Regions from separate parts of the Sus scrofa genome. Here region 2 is linked to region 1. The links are chromatin contacts, called in public promoter capture Hi-C maps. All regions are on one chromosome and are shown on one strand. The core of a region is the stretch at or near the end of the contact, and the rest is flanking DNA. Distances in the headings are between cores, read along the strand shown. Region 1 holds the start of GOLT1A (vesicle transport protein GOT1A). Region 2 overlaps PLEKHA6 (pleckstrin homology domain-containing family A member 6).

Evidence for each region. Promoter capture Hi-C pulls out the DNA fragments that hold promoters and counts their contacts.
Region 2: a contact with region 1 is called in a promoter capture Hi-C map of fetal liver, with 5 times the contacts expected there. The contact joins the enhancer-like site here to the promoter of GOLT1A in region 1. A contact is called at or near these places in 5 of 5 promoter capture datasets (fetal liver, fetal skeletal muscle, liver and 1 more), 25 of 47 Hi-C or Micro-C datasets (adipocytes, adipose tissue, alveolar macrophages and 14 more) and 1 of 2 datasets of contacts at active chromatin or transcription factors (skeletal muscle).

The regions. Positions count from the first base shown.
Region 1 is chr9:64,852,254-64,854,988 of Sscrofa11.1, reverse strand. It overlaps GOLT1A (vesicle transport protein GOT1A), which reads left to right and starts at 1,336. Exons shown (of 4, transcript XM_021063213.1): 1 at 1,336-1,483. The coding sequence starts at 1,459.
Region 2 is chr9:64,999,920-65,002,654 of Sscrofa11.1, reverse strand. The region is part of intron 3 of PLEKHA6 (pleckstrin homology domain-containing family A member 6); the gene reads left to right. Among named protein-coding and RNA genes, the nearest start is that of PLEKHA6, 26 kb to the left of the region's middle. Within about 2 kb of position 1,409, at least 32 of the 83 cell types and tissues checked have an H3K27ac peak or open chromatin away from gene starts, as enhancers often do. A contact at or near this core is called in brain, fetal liver, mesenteric adipose tissue and 2 more, where this site is marked.

The sequences.
Region 1 (2,735 bases), core at 87-2,586:
ACACCAGGTTTTATTCTAGTGTTCATTCCCTCCTCTTTCATTTTCTTGTGTGGAGAGAGGGGTTATTTGGGTGGGGTTTTTTTGGGGGGTGTGGTATATCATGACCCTAGTCTTCTATTTCTCTTTCTCTTTTTTTTTTTTTTTTTTTTCAGGGCCACACCCTCACATACGGAAGTTCCTGGGCTAGTGGTCAAATTGGAGCTGCAGCTGCCGGCCACAGCTACAGCCACAGCCACAGCAACTTGGGATCCAACCTGTGTCTGCAACATACACCATGGCTCATGGCAACGCAGGATCCTTAACCCACTGATCAAAGCCAGGGATTGAATCCTCGTCCTCATGGGTACCAGTCAGGTTGGTTACCACTGAGCCACCATGGGAAGTTCTTCTATTTCTCTTAAATTCAAACTTATTACAAGTAGGTGCAAGCAATCTGCCTACTTTATTTATGCCTTCTGGTAAGTCTTTCCTGAACACTTATATATTGAGAGACGTTGTGTTTTATTATAATTTTTTCTTCTTTATTATAATTAGATTTAAGTTATTTTGAAATGGTGTATGTAGATGGGTCATATTATCTATGAATTGCACTGCAGGATAGGGGGGATGTTACAGAGAGGGTGCTGGCTCTAGCGGGTTTGACGTTGGGAACTGTCCAGCCTCTCTTTTTTCAGGCCCACGGAGGGAGGAAAGGATGCAGCCACGTCTACACAGCAGGTAGGTGGGCCAGAACCAAGCTTCCTGAATCATTGTCCAGCCCTACCGTAAGCGTAAATTCATCTTTCATATTCCTTTAGCTCAACGTCACAGTCCAAAGCTGGACACCGCTGGGGGAAAGGACGTCGAACTCCCTTGGGACGTTTTTTGCCCTAGATGGAACTGAGCCTGGCCCTCCCTTAAGGCTATCAGAAACAGGTTTTAGTCAGTTCTTTCGCCCTCTAGCGTCTAGCCTGGGTACCAACAGAAAGCGAGCAAACTGCTTACAAGATGAATTTAGTAGTTTTCCAAAGAGAAACAGATCCCAACTCTTCCCCCACTTTCTACCAAACCATGTAAGGAATTCAGGTGCCCCTAGACCCCAGTTCTTCCACAAACAGCCCAAGTTTTGCGAAAGAGATGGAAACAGCTGAACTCGGCCTCAGGGCGTGGGGGGAAGGAGATAAAAGGGTCGGGTGGGCGGGGCCTTCTCCTGGTGGGCGGAGCGCATGGGAGGGAGCTTTGCTCTCTGGGAAGAACCAGGAGCAAAGGAGGGTGTGACTTCAAGCAGCTGTGTGTGTGTGTGTGTGTGTGTGTATGTGTGTGTGTGTGTGTGTGTGTGTCTAGAGTTAATGATTTACCAGAGGCCCATTTCACAACTTGCCAAGGGTCAGCTTCCCTTGAGCATGTACAAGTTCGGTCCTCTCTGCTCCTCGCCCCTTGCCAGCTTCCACCCGGGAGGTCCCCCAGGCAGCCTGCAGCATGATCTCCATCACCGAATGGCAGAGTGAGTGTGAGGGGCCGGTGCTGTAGAGGCGGCTGGCCTGGAACTGGGAATCCAGGCTGCAGTGGGTGGAGAGCAGCCCCTCCCAACAGGGACCTTTCTCTGGGGAACCGGGAAGGCGACCTCTGGAGCCGGTGGCTGGGAGCTGCTGTGTTGGCATCCTCCAGGCAGGCAGCAGGGCCAGGGCGGGGTGTGGCTCCCTGCCTTCCACAAGGTGGGGATGGGGCTTGATCAGGACCCCCAGGTAGCCAGAGGCTGGTTTCTATTCAAGCACTCAAGCTGGAACCCATTCAGGGTTCTTAAACCTGGGATACCACAAAGGCAGACCTGGTAGATTCTCTGTCTATTTAGACATCTTTCCCCCACAAACTCTTAGGGTCTTCTGTGACCCTGGGCCCTTTCTTATCAGAAACTAAACCCAAATCCCCTCCCCAAATCACTGTTGTTACCCCTAAGTATCTTTCCCCTCAGGAGAGAGGGCAGGGCAGTCCCCAGGTCCAGGTGAGAACTATAGCTCCGTGAGTTTCATTTGGGTGAGTTACTTAAAGCCAATGTCTCATCTGTGAACCAGGGATACTGTTCGTTCGTTCACTGAACAAATGTGTCTCCTCTGTTGGGCACAGAGTATACAACAGTGAGGGGAACAGACATATTCCCTGCTTATGTTCCAGAATGAGGCAACAGGTAATGAGCAGATAAAGACGTTAGTATGTAGTACGTCAGATGGTGATATGTCCTCTGGAAAAAAATAAAACAAGTTGAGGAGGCTTGGGAGTGCGGGCTAGGAGAGATTTTGTTTAGAGTGGTAGGGAAACGCTTCCCTGGGAAGGTATTCTTCTACGGAGACCCATAGGAAGTGAGGAGGCAAAGCCATGCAGCTCTCTGGAGGGGGCAATGTTCTAGGAAGAGGGGACAGCCAGTGCAAAGGCCCTGGGGCATTAGCAGACCTGATGTATTTGAAGAACAAGGAGGCTGGTGTGGCTGGAGCAAAGTGAGGAAAGGGGAGATTAGTAGGTAGGTTAGTCAGGAAGGTCATGGAGAGGCCAGGCTGTCTAAGAATTTTGGTTTTACCTTCATAAGATGGGGAACCATTGGAGGGTTTTGTGCAGAGGACTGATGTGATCCGCTTATGTTTTTAAAAAGTCACTCTGGATGCTGGATTGAGAATAGACAGACTGTAGAGGGGTGGGGTCAGCAACAGAGAGACTGGTTTGGAGGCAAGAGATGGTGAAGGAGACCGGTTCTGAGGGGAGAG
Region 2 (2,735 bases), core at 160-2,659, 150 kb before region 1:
GCAAAGAAGCCAGCCCCGCCCTGACTCTAATCTTGCCGGGAGGTGGAGGCATGAGTTTAAGCCCTTGTGGGAAGGCGCTCTGGAGGGGGTGGTCCTGGGGGTCCGACTCAGGTCAGCCCAAGGGACCCACCTCCCACCGTGTGGGAGAGGTCAGGGTGTGTCTGGGTCAGAGGTTGGGGCTCAGGGCGTCTGAGGGTCTTGGATTCCTAGGGGGCGTCTGATCTCTGGGGTCTCAGATTTCGTGGGGAGAGCCTGAAGGAGCAGGAGCTGGTTATGTGGGCAGAGGGGGCGTGGGGGGATGGGTGTGCGGTGGTGGGGCCAGCCTGCAGCTAGCAGAGCCTCGGGCTTATTGTGTGAGGTTCTGGGCAAAGGTTGGGGAGGTGGCAGAGGGAGTGAGGGGAGGTGGGGGGGTAGGTTAGACAGGAAGGGCGGAGGGAGAAGGTGAGCAGGCAAGATAGGGGGCTGGAGCCTGGGAGGGCCAGAGCTTGAGAGCTGAGAAGGAGGGGCCAGCCCTAGGGCACAGGGCAGGGAGGAGCTGAGCTGCAGGGGGGAGGTGGTAGGAGGAGGATGAGCTCAGCGTCATGTCAAAGAGGGTCACAGCCTTCAGGGCCTGGCAGTTCTTCCTCCATCCCTACAGGTCCCTGCCCTCGGTCTGGCTTCCCCTGAGGGTGTCTTGCCCGTGAGGGTGAGAGCCCTGGTTGGCCCATCTCTGCCCGAGCCTACTGTCCAGATGGCCACAGGGACATGGCAGGCACCTGCCGGACAGATCCCCCAAATCCTGGCTCCCGGGCCCCGCTGGAGGAGCACGGGGCTGGAGGGGTTCTGGGGGCTCCCACCTCCGAGTTCCCTCTTAGCTGGAGCAGGAGACCAGGAGATCCCGCTGGTGGAGGAGCGGCAGGAGGGGGCCCCACGGAGGCCCAGCAGCCGAGGCTAGAGCCATCTCCAGGTGGGGTGGGGAGGGTTGGGGGTGAGGCTGGCACTGCCTCAGGCCCTGCCGTACGGAAAACAAGGGCTCTCTGTGTCCTCACCAGGGCGCAGAGCGCTGGGCTGCAGATATGAATTATTAAAAGTCCTTGGCTTTCCAATCAGCGGCGAGGTGCTAAATGTGTTCACACGGCTGTGTAATTAATCCTGGTGGCGGCTGCACAGGCTCGAGACAATGGGGACCTTTTTTTTTTTTGCCTGGTTCGACTTCTTTTCCTTCTTCCCAGGAAGGTGATGGTGCAGGACACAGTCCACAGATAATTCCTTTTAACGTGTCTGCCTGGATTATTGAGCTGGATTCTTCCTGCTCTGTGTAAATGAAGTAATTACCGAGGAAGTCAGTGAGCAGGAGGCGGTGGCAGTGGCCTGGAGCTCAGGGGTGGGGACACGTAGAGCCCAGGGCCTGGGATGGGGAGAAGCTGAGCCAAGGGGGAGGTGGGGGTGGGGGGGCATGGTGTCCACACCCCATCAGCTGTCGTCTCTCTGAGCCCTGTCCCTGGAGGAGGAAGGTTGTGGCGTTGGGAGAGCTGTCTGCGAGGTAGGGGCTCCTGCCGTTGCAGTGGGTCCTGGTTTTGAGGTTTTGTGGGGTGGCCTGAGCACTGAACTGAGGCAGTCTGGACGTCAGTGCATTAGTGAGATGACTTTGGAAGGCCAGTCTCCAACCAGTTTAAAAAACCCAAAGCTTTAGAGAGGAGGGAACACACTTTGGGAAGCATTTAGAATAGATGGTGAGCAGAGAGGAAGCGCTCAGAGTAGGCTCAGTGGGATCCTTTCCTTGGCAATTGCTCAGTCCACGTGGGCTCCTGCTCTGCACCTCACCCCCAGACACCCCCAGAGACCATCTAGTTCCACCTCTCTCCAAGCCCAGACCAGCCCTCTGCAGCCTGCCTGAGGGGAGTACCAGTCTTGTCTGGATAATTCCAGCGACGGGGAGCTCATTACCTCACCAGGCAGCCTGCTTCAAAGTTAGAACATTCTTCTGCATTGAATCAAAATCTGCCCACTTCCAAGTTCCGCCTTTTGGTTTCGATTCTTTGAAGCAGCACAGAGCAAGTCAGCTCTTTCTCACAGTGATAAAGATGGTTTTCTTCATATTAAAATCGTGTGTAAAAGTGTGGACATAATATATTTTGTGTAACCCTATTTGTATTGGACATTCAGTGGTTACCCTTATTTTCGTTTTATAAATAACACGACATGATCATTTTTGTGCATAAGGCTTTTTCTGTATTTTGGATTATTTCTTTAGGTTAAATCCCAAGACATAGAACTGATGTCAGGGAGGGTATATATTTTAAAAATTACTATTTTGTGCGCATAAAAGTAATACATAGTCATTAAAAATGTAGAAAAACACATGTAGAAAAGATTAAAATTGTATGTAATTCTCTCAGAGATTTAGTATATAATTTTAACATTTCGGTGTGTGTATGTTTTTATGAATTCATGTGCAGGTATATAACTATATTTATTATCAAAATCCACATGTATACTGTTGAAATTTTGGACCAAATATATATTTTTGTCGCTTAAATAAAAAGCATTTTTCCAGGAGTTCCCTTGTGGTGCAGTGGGTTAAGGATCAGTGTTGTCAGGCCAGCAGCAACTATGGCTCAGGTTTGATCCCTGGCCTGGGAACATACTCATGCTGCGCGCATGGCCAAAAAAAAAAAAAGAAAAGAAAAAAAGCATTTTCCCATGCATTAAATATTCTTTTACAACATCATTTTTAAGTGATTGCCTAGTATTTC